Linked DNA regions of Columba livia: region 1 is linked to region 2. Evidence: chromatin contacts called from public Hi-C data. All regions are on one chromosome and are shown on one strand. Each heading gives the region's core, a stretch centred on a gene start, on an enhancer-like site or on the middle of the called end of the contact. The rest is flanking DNA. Distances are from core to core; before and after follow the strand shown.

The links. A called contact is a pair of places that touch in the nucleus more often than the background predicts.
Region 1: a contact with region 2 is called in a Hi-C map of crop, with 2.6 times the contacts expected there. The contact joins two enhancer-like sites. A contact is called at or near these places in 2 of 2 Hi-C or Micro-C datasets (crop and liver).

Annotation. Positions count from the first base shown.
Region 1 is chr18:6,293,794-6,296,493 of bColLiv1.pat.W.v2, forward strand. The region is part of intron 1 of ST6GALNAC1 (ST6 N-acetylgalactosaminide alpha-2,6-sialyltransferase 1); the gene reads right to left. Among named protein-coding and RNA genes, the nearest start is that of ST6GALNAC1, 8.6 kb to the right of the region's middle. Within about 2 kb of position 1,403, at least 1 of the 3 cell types and tissues checked has an H3K27ac peak away from gene starts, as active enhancers do.
Region 2 is chr18:6,258,715-6,261,414 of bColLiv1.pat.W.v2, forward strand. ST6GALNAC2 (ST6 N-acetylgalactosaminide alpha-2,6-sialyltransferase 2) reads right to left here. Exons shown (of 11, transcript XM_065034664.1): 10 at 2,401-2,500; 11 at 922-2,174. The coding sequence ends at 2,007. Among named protein-coding and RNA genes, the nearest start is that of ST6GALNAC2, 8.9 kb to the right of the region's middle. Within about 2 kb of position 1,392, at least 1 of the 3 cell types and tissues checked has an H3K27ac peak away from gene starts, as active enhancers do.

The DNA of each region.
Region 1 (2,700 bases), core at 153-2,652, 35 kb after region 2:
AACAAGCCCCTGCAGCACTACAGGTTGGGCACAGAGTGGCTGGAGAGCAGTCAGACAGAAAGGGACCTGGGGGTACTAATTCACAGGAAGTTCAACATGAGCCAACAGTGTGCCCAGGTGGCCAAGAAGGCCAGTGATATCCTGTCCTGTATCAAAAACAGCGTGGTCAGCAGGACAAGGGCAGTGATCCTTCCCCTGTGCTCTGCATTGGGGAGGCCACACCTGCAGTATTGTGTTCAGTTCTGGGCCCCTCAGTTCAGGAAAGAGATTGAAGTGCTGGAGCGGGTCCAGAGAAGAGCAACAAGACTGGGGAAGGGACTTGAACATAAGACCTATGAGGAGAGGCTGAGGGAGCTGGGCTTGTTTAGTCTGGAGAAGAGGAGGCTCAGAGGTGAGCTCAGCACTCTCTAGAACTACCTGAAGGGCAGTTCTAGCCAGGTGGGGATTGGTCTCTTCTCCCAGGCAGTCAGCAATAGGACAAGGGGGCATGGGCTTCAACTCTGCCAGGGGAAATTTAGGCTGGATATTAGAAAGAAATTCTTTACAGAGAGAGTGGTCAGGCATTGGAATGGCTGCCCAGGGAGGTAGTGGACTCGCCGTCCCTAGAGGTTTTTAAACTGAGATTGGACATGGCACTTAGTGCCATGATCTAGTAAACGGACTAGAGTTGGACCAAGGGTTGGACTCGATGATCTCTGAGGTCTTTTCCAACCCAGTCGATTCTGTGATTCTGTGTGATTCTGTTACACAGGCTGGAAAGAACCAGGGCTACTTTATCCAGATGCCTCCCTCCACAGTCTTTTGTCTGTGCCATCCCAGCAGGAAGCCTTGCATATCACCTGACAGAGACACAAAACTGACACCACTTCAGGGCTGATTTGGGTTGTAGGGTTTGGTTTTTTTCCCCTTTAAAATCTGTTTGATGGAAAGGAAGAAAATACTCTATTCCTTGACTAGGAATCTTTCAGAGAGCTGTTCCCCTAAGGAACAGGGCGGTACTGCAGACAGGTGAGGAGGTAATTTATTGAACTCATGGCTAGCTGCCCCCAAATCAGAACAGCAGCCTCTCCAGCTCCTGTCCCTGACAGCTGCCGGGACCAGGAGCATTGCAGGATCCTCCGCTGCTCCTGAGAAATACAAGAATCACAAAGACCAAATCCCTCCTCACAGCCCTGGCAACAAATGCAGACATATCATCTCAGCACTTGACATCTGGCTGCTAAAATCAGACCTTGCACAGGTACAAATTACAGAATCACATCTGTAACTGTCTACTAATTTTAGAGCTAGAAGTGATATATTTCTTGCTGAAGGTCTTTCCCATACTCTTCCCACTGATTTAACACCAGAAATCATCCCTCTTGACATGTGGTAGGACAAATGTGCCATTTGGCATCCTTTGGGGTGAAAAGTGCTACAGGAATGCAAGATTTAAGCCCGCTTCTTGAGTGGTATAAATCATCATGTCCCTGATTTACGCTTGGAAAAATGTGGCCTCACAGTGCTGTCCTCTCTGCTCTGGACTGACAGATGCATTGGAGAAAGGCAGTCACAGTTTTAGCTGCAGGAGTAGCACAGTCACAGGGTTCTGTGAGAGGCGAGATGGATTTACTGCTGGAAATCACATGCTGCCCTTCCCTTCTCTCTCTTTTGTCTATTGTCTTCTATTTAACCAATCTTCTGCTTTTTTTAGATACCAAGGGGGCCCTGTGCTACTTATATCCACCCTCCTCCTGTTAATCTGACAGAGGCTTTTGCCAACCCTGGAGAGAAGGTGATTCTTTTCAGCCCAGTTGCCCAACACCTATCAACCTCATACTGGGAAAACCCCAGGCAAGTAATTGCTGAGTAGCAGAGCAGCACATTGTGCTGTTGTGATGGAAATGTGATTTCCTCACACTAAGGAAAAGCATGCTGTTCTCTCCTTGTTCCCCGGGAGCTGCTCAGCATCTGTTCAATTGGGGTTTGTCTCACAGGCCTTAGATCTCCAAGAAAGAAACTCTTGTTGCAAGTCTCAGCTGGGCCTGAGAGGATCAGCCAGTCTGTTTCTAATAACACTGTGCAATGACATTATTTATCTCTCTACTCCTAATGATGGGTGTCACTCTAGCAGAAAGTGTGGTATGGAAATGTCAGGCAGGACATACACTGTGTCTGCTCCTAGCTCTGCCGCTTGCATCTCCAGCCTTGTGTGCCCATTTTTAGTTATCAAATGAGAATCACAGAACAGTTTGGGTTGGAAAGGACCTTTAATAAAGGTCATCTAGCCCACCCCCACTCAGGCCCACAACAGGAACAGTCTAAGCTGTGTTGTTAGCAGGATGACGTCAAATTCAGGTGGTGTCCAGCCCTTGTGTTCATCTCCTCTAGCCTGTCCTCACCGCTCTCCTCTGTAGTGGCGTTTTGCACTCACTGACACCATCCATTCATCTAGAATTAGTTACACTGCAGAGCCACAGCAGCAAAGGCTGGAAGAGACATCTTAAAAGCTCATCTCATGCAGCTCCAAGCTTCAGTGACATCTAAACCAACCCTGTGACTCCAAGCAGATGGTGGTTGGGGGTTGTCTACCTTTCAACACCCGAGGGTTCCCTCCCTCTCCATAAGTAACGTCCGCCACTGCGTCATACTCCACTGACCTCCGTCCAGGGCACCACCTCTGCTCCACCCCACCTTTCAGCTCCATCAATGTTTGAGTTC
Region 2 (2,700 bases), core at 142-2,641:
TTCACAGCTACACCTCCTCCTCCCCAATAGCCAGAGACTCCAGTGTTGAAGAAAAGCAATTCACAGTAACAGTGCGACAAAACGACTTACGGCTCAGCTAGGACTGGTGACAGAAATGGTTTTTGTGGTCTGCTGAGAAGCTCAAGGAGAAGCAGCAAGATGCAGCCATCAGGTTCATTGTCTGGCAAAGCCCTTAGACTGGAGCGTGTTTAATTCCTGGGCTTGGCTACACCCTTGGCCAGAAAACCTCCCTTTTTGCAATGAGAAAGGAGGGCGTGTGCGGCAGTTCCTGATGTGTGCAAACAGCTCTGCCCATAAGCTGGATGGGATTCCTGGCAGGATGCTGTGCTGGGAACGCGCTCCTTTGGAAAACCTGTTTTATGTGCCCTATGCATCAGAGTGCTGCCAATTGCCATGTTCAAGGTCACCTGCGTGGGCTGTGCTGAGACTTGGTGATTTTTCATCAGGTCATGGCGAGGATCAGCCTTGTTCTATGAAAGAGGTTCTGCTGAGCACTGGTGAATAAAAAAACAGGCCAAACAGGCTGCCTTGGGTCCATTGTCAGGTCGCTCTGATACAGTAAAAGGTTAGTTTGAGACCTGGGGACACAAGATGGGCTCCAAGCTAGAGATTACATCAGAAATGGGTTTATAGACAGATCTTCAGTAATACTCATTGGAGCTGCCTGAGAGAAGCCTGCAGGGAGCTCAAGGGGGTTTGGAGGCTCCCTGGCTCCCATCTCCAGAGGAAAAAGGCTGTGGGACAGCGCTGGACACCAGGATCTCCCCCATTTAACCCCCAACTGGGGCTGGTCCCCAGTTCAAGGATCACTGGTACGTGAGGCAGCTCTTCTGCTGCAGGAGGTAAGGGGGTTCTTATCCCCACCCTGTTTGCCAAAACACACAGGCATAGAAGAAAACAATCATTCAACATGTATGTAATTACACAAAGTGGGAAAGTGTCTCCGATTACACTGCCGTGCCCAACCAACCCTCTGGCTGCTGGAGCAGCCTCCCCACGGGTCTTCCTCAGTGTGGGATGACTGAAGGGTTCCAGACCTTCAGCACCTCCTTCAGGTTATTTTTAGGGGGGAAGAAAAAAAAATAGCGACCATCACTTAGACTCGCCCAACGAACTTGTAGGTTCCCTAACCTGCCTGGCGTGGGACTGTTCTCAGAGCACTTACAGCACACCATGTGGTTCCCTGAGCAAGAAAAACCTGACAAACCCACAACTACCCACACTTGGCCTGAGACCAGCTCCGGGCTGCTCCACGGCCAGCCGCGCTCCTGGTGTCCCCTGCTGTCACCCTGCTCTTGGCTGATGGCTTTTAAGACCCCTGTTTGAAAGAACCATGACCTAGAGAAGGGAACAACAACAGGGTGTGCTGTGCGTCTGTCACAGGAAAGCACAGCCGAGCTACTGTCATTCCCACTGATCACAGAGGCAAAAAGATCCTTCTGGAGAGTGGCACGTGTCACCACAGAGCTGGCTGGAGTAAAAGATTTCTGCAATCCGGGAGGGAGGTGTTCTCCAACCACACCACCTCCCATTAGCTGGATGATCTTGTCTCCATTCCCGCCAGTCCAAGGATCCATCCTGCCTGTCGTGGTCCCACCACAGTGACGAGCATCTGAGCTGGAGTGCGACAGTGAGGTGAAGGACATCCTCCAGCCACACCATCTCCAGCATCCCTTGCAGCATCACCCTGCACTTCCCAGCCATGTCCGTGGGACTAGGAGGTCACAGCCACAGTGTACCCCAAAGGCGACATTCAATCACGTTGAACTGTGAAACAAGTTGCCAGAGCTCCTCAAGGAAATGCAGCATTTCCCTGCATCAGCTTCAGCTCGCCACTCACCACCACCACTAGCTACAGTGCGACTGGTCTGCACCTTGGGCTGGCCAGAGAGCTGGGGAGAGCCCTTGGGAGGGAGGAGGTGGCCTTCAGGAAAGACAAAAGCCACGGGAGTCCTTGGACTTGTCCCGTGGGCCACCACCCAGCCTCACCGCTGGTAGAGGGTGATGATCCCTGCTTGGTGCAGGCTTCTCCACAGCGCTGCCTCCAGCATCATGTCATGGTTGGCGTAGAACACCAGCGGTTTCTTCTCTGCCTCATAGTAATGGTCTGAGAACTGCTTGTAGTTGGTGGTGATGAACCCGTAGGCACTGACCTGTGGGGAGGGAGGTGGGACAGAAAGACAAAGGATGGGGTTAAGGCTCAGCCTAAGGTGCTCCATGCACCACTACCCCGCTGCGGACAGGTGGTGGCAGATGTGGGACGGCCACCAGGACGCACTGGTCCCCACCAGGAGCCTTACAGCAGGTAGTCACAAGCTCCCAGCAGTCAAAGGGGGATCCCCTTGTCCCCCACGGGGAGGGGGCCCTGTGTCTTCTTACCTGGTCGCAGGTGTGGAGCGCAGTGAGGAGCATGAGGGCGCCAGTGCTGGGCATGTAGAGTGACCTGTACTGTGTGTTCAGCAGCTCTGAGCGCAGGAACCTGTGGGGGACACGCCAGGACAGAGGGGTCATGGCTGGCACAGCACCACGGCTGTGGGAGTCTCCCTGCCAGAGGGGATGTGAGCTGTGCTGCAGGGAATGGGAATCAAAGAACCATTTGGGTTGGAAAAGACCCTCAAGATAATTGAGTCCAACTGTTAACCCAACACTGGCACTAACCTATGTCCCTGAGAATCTCAT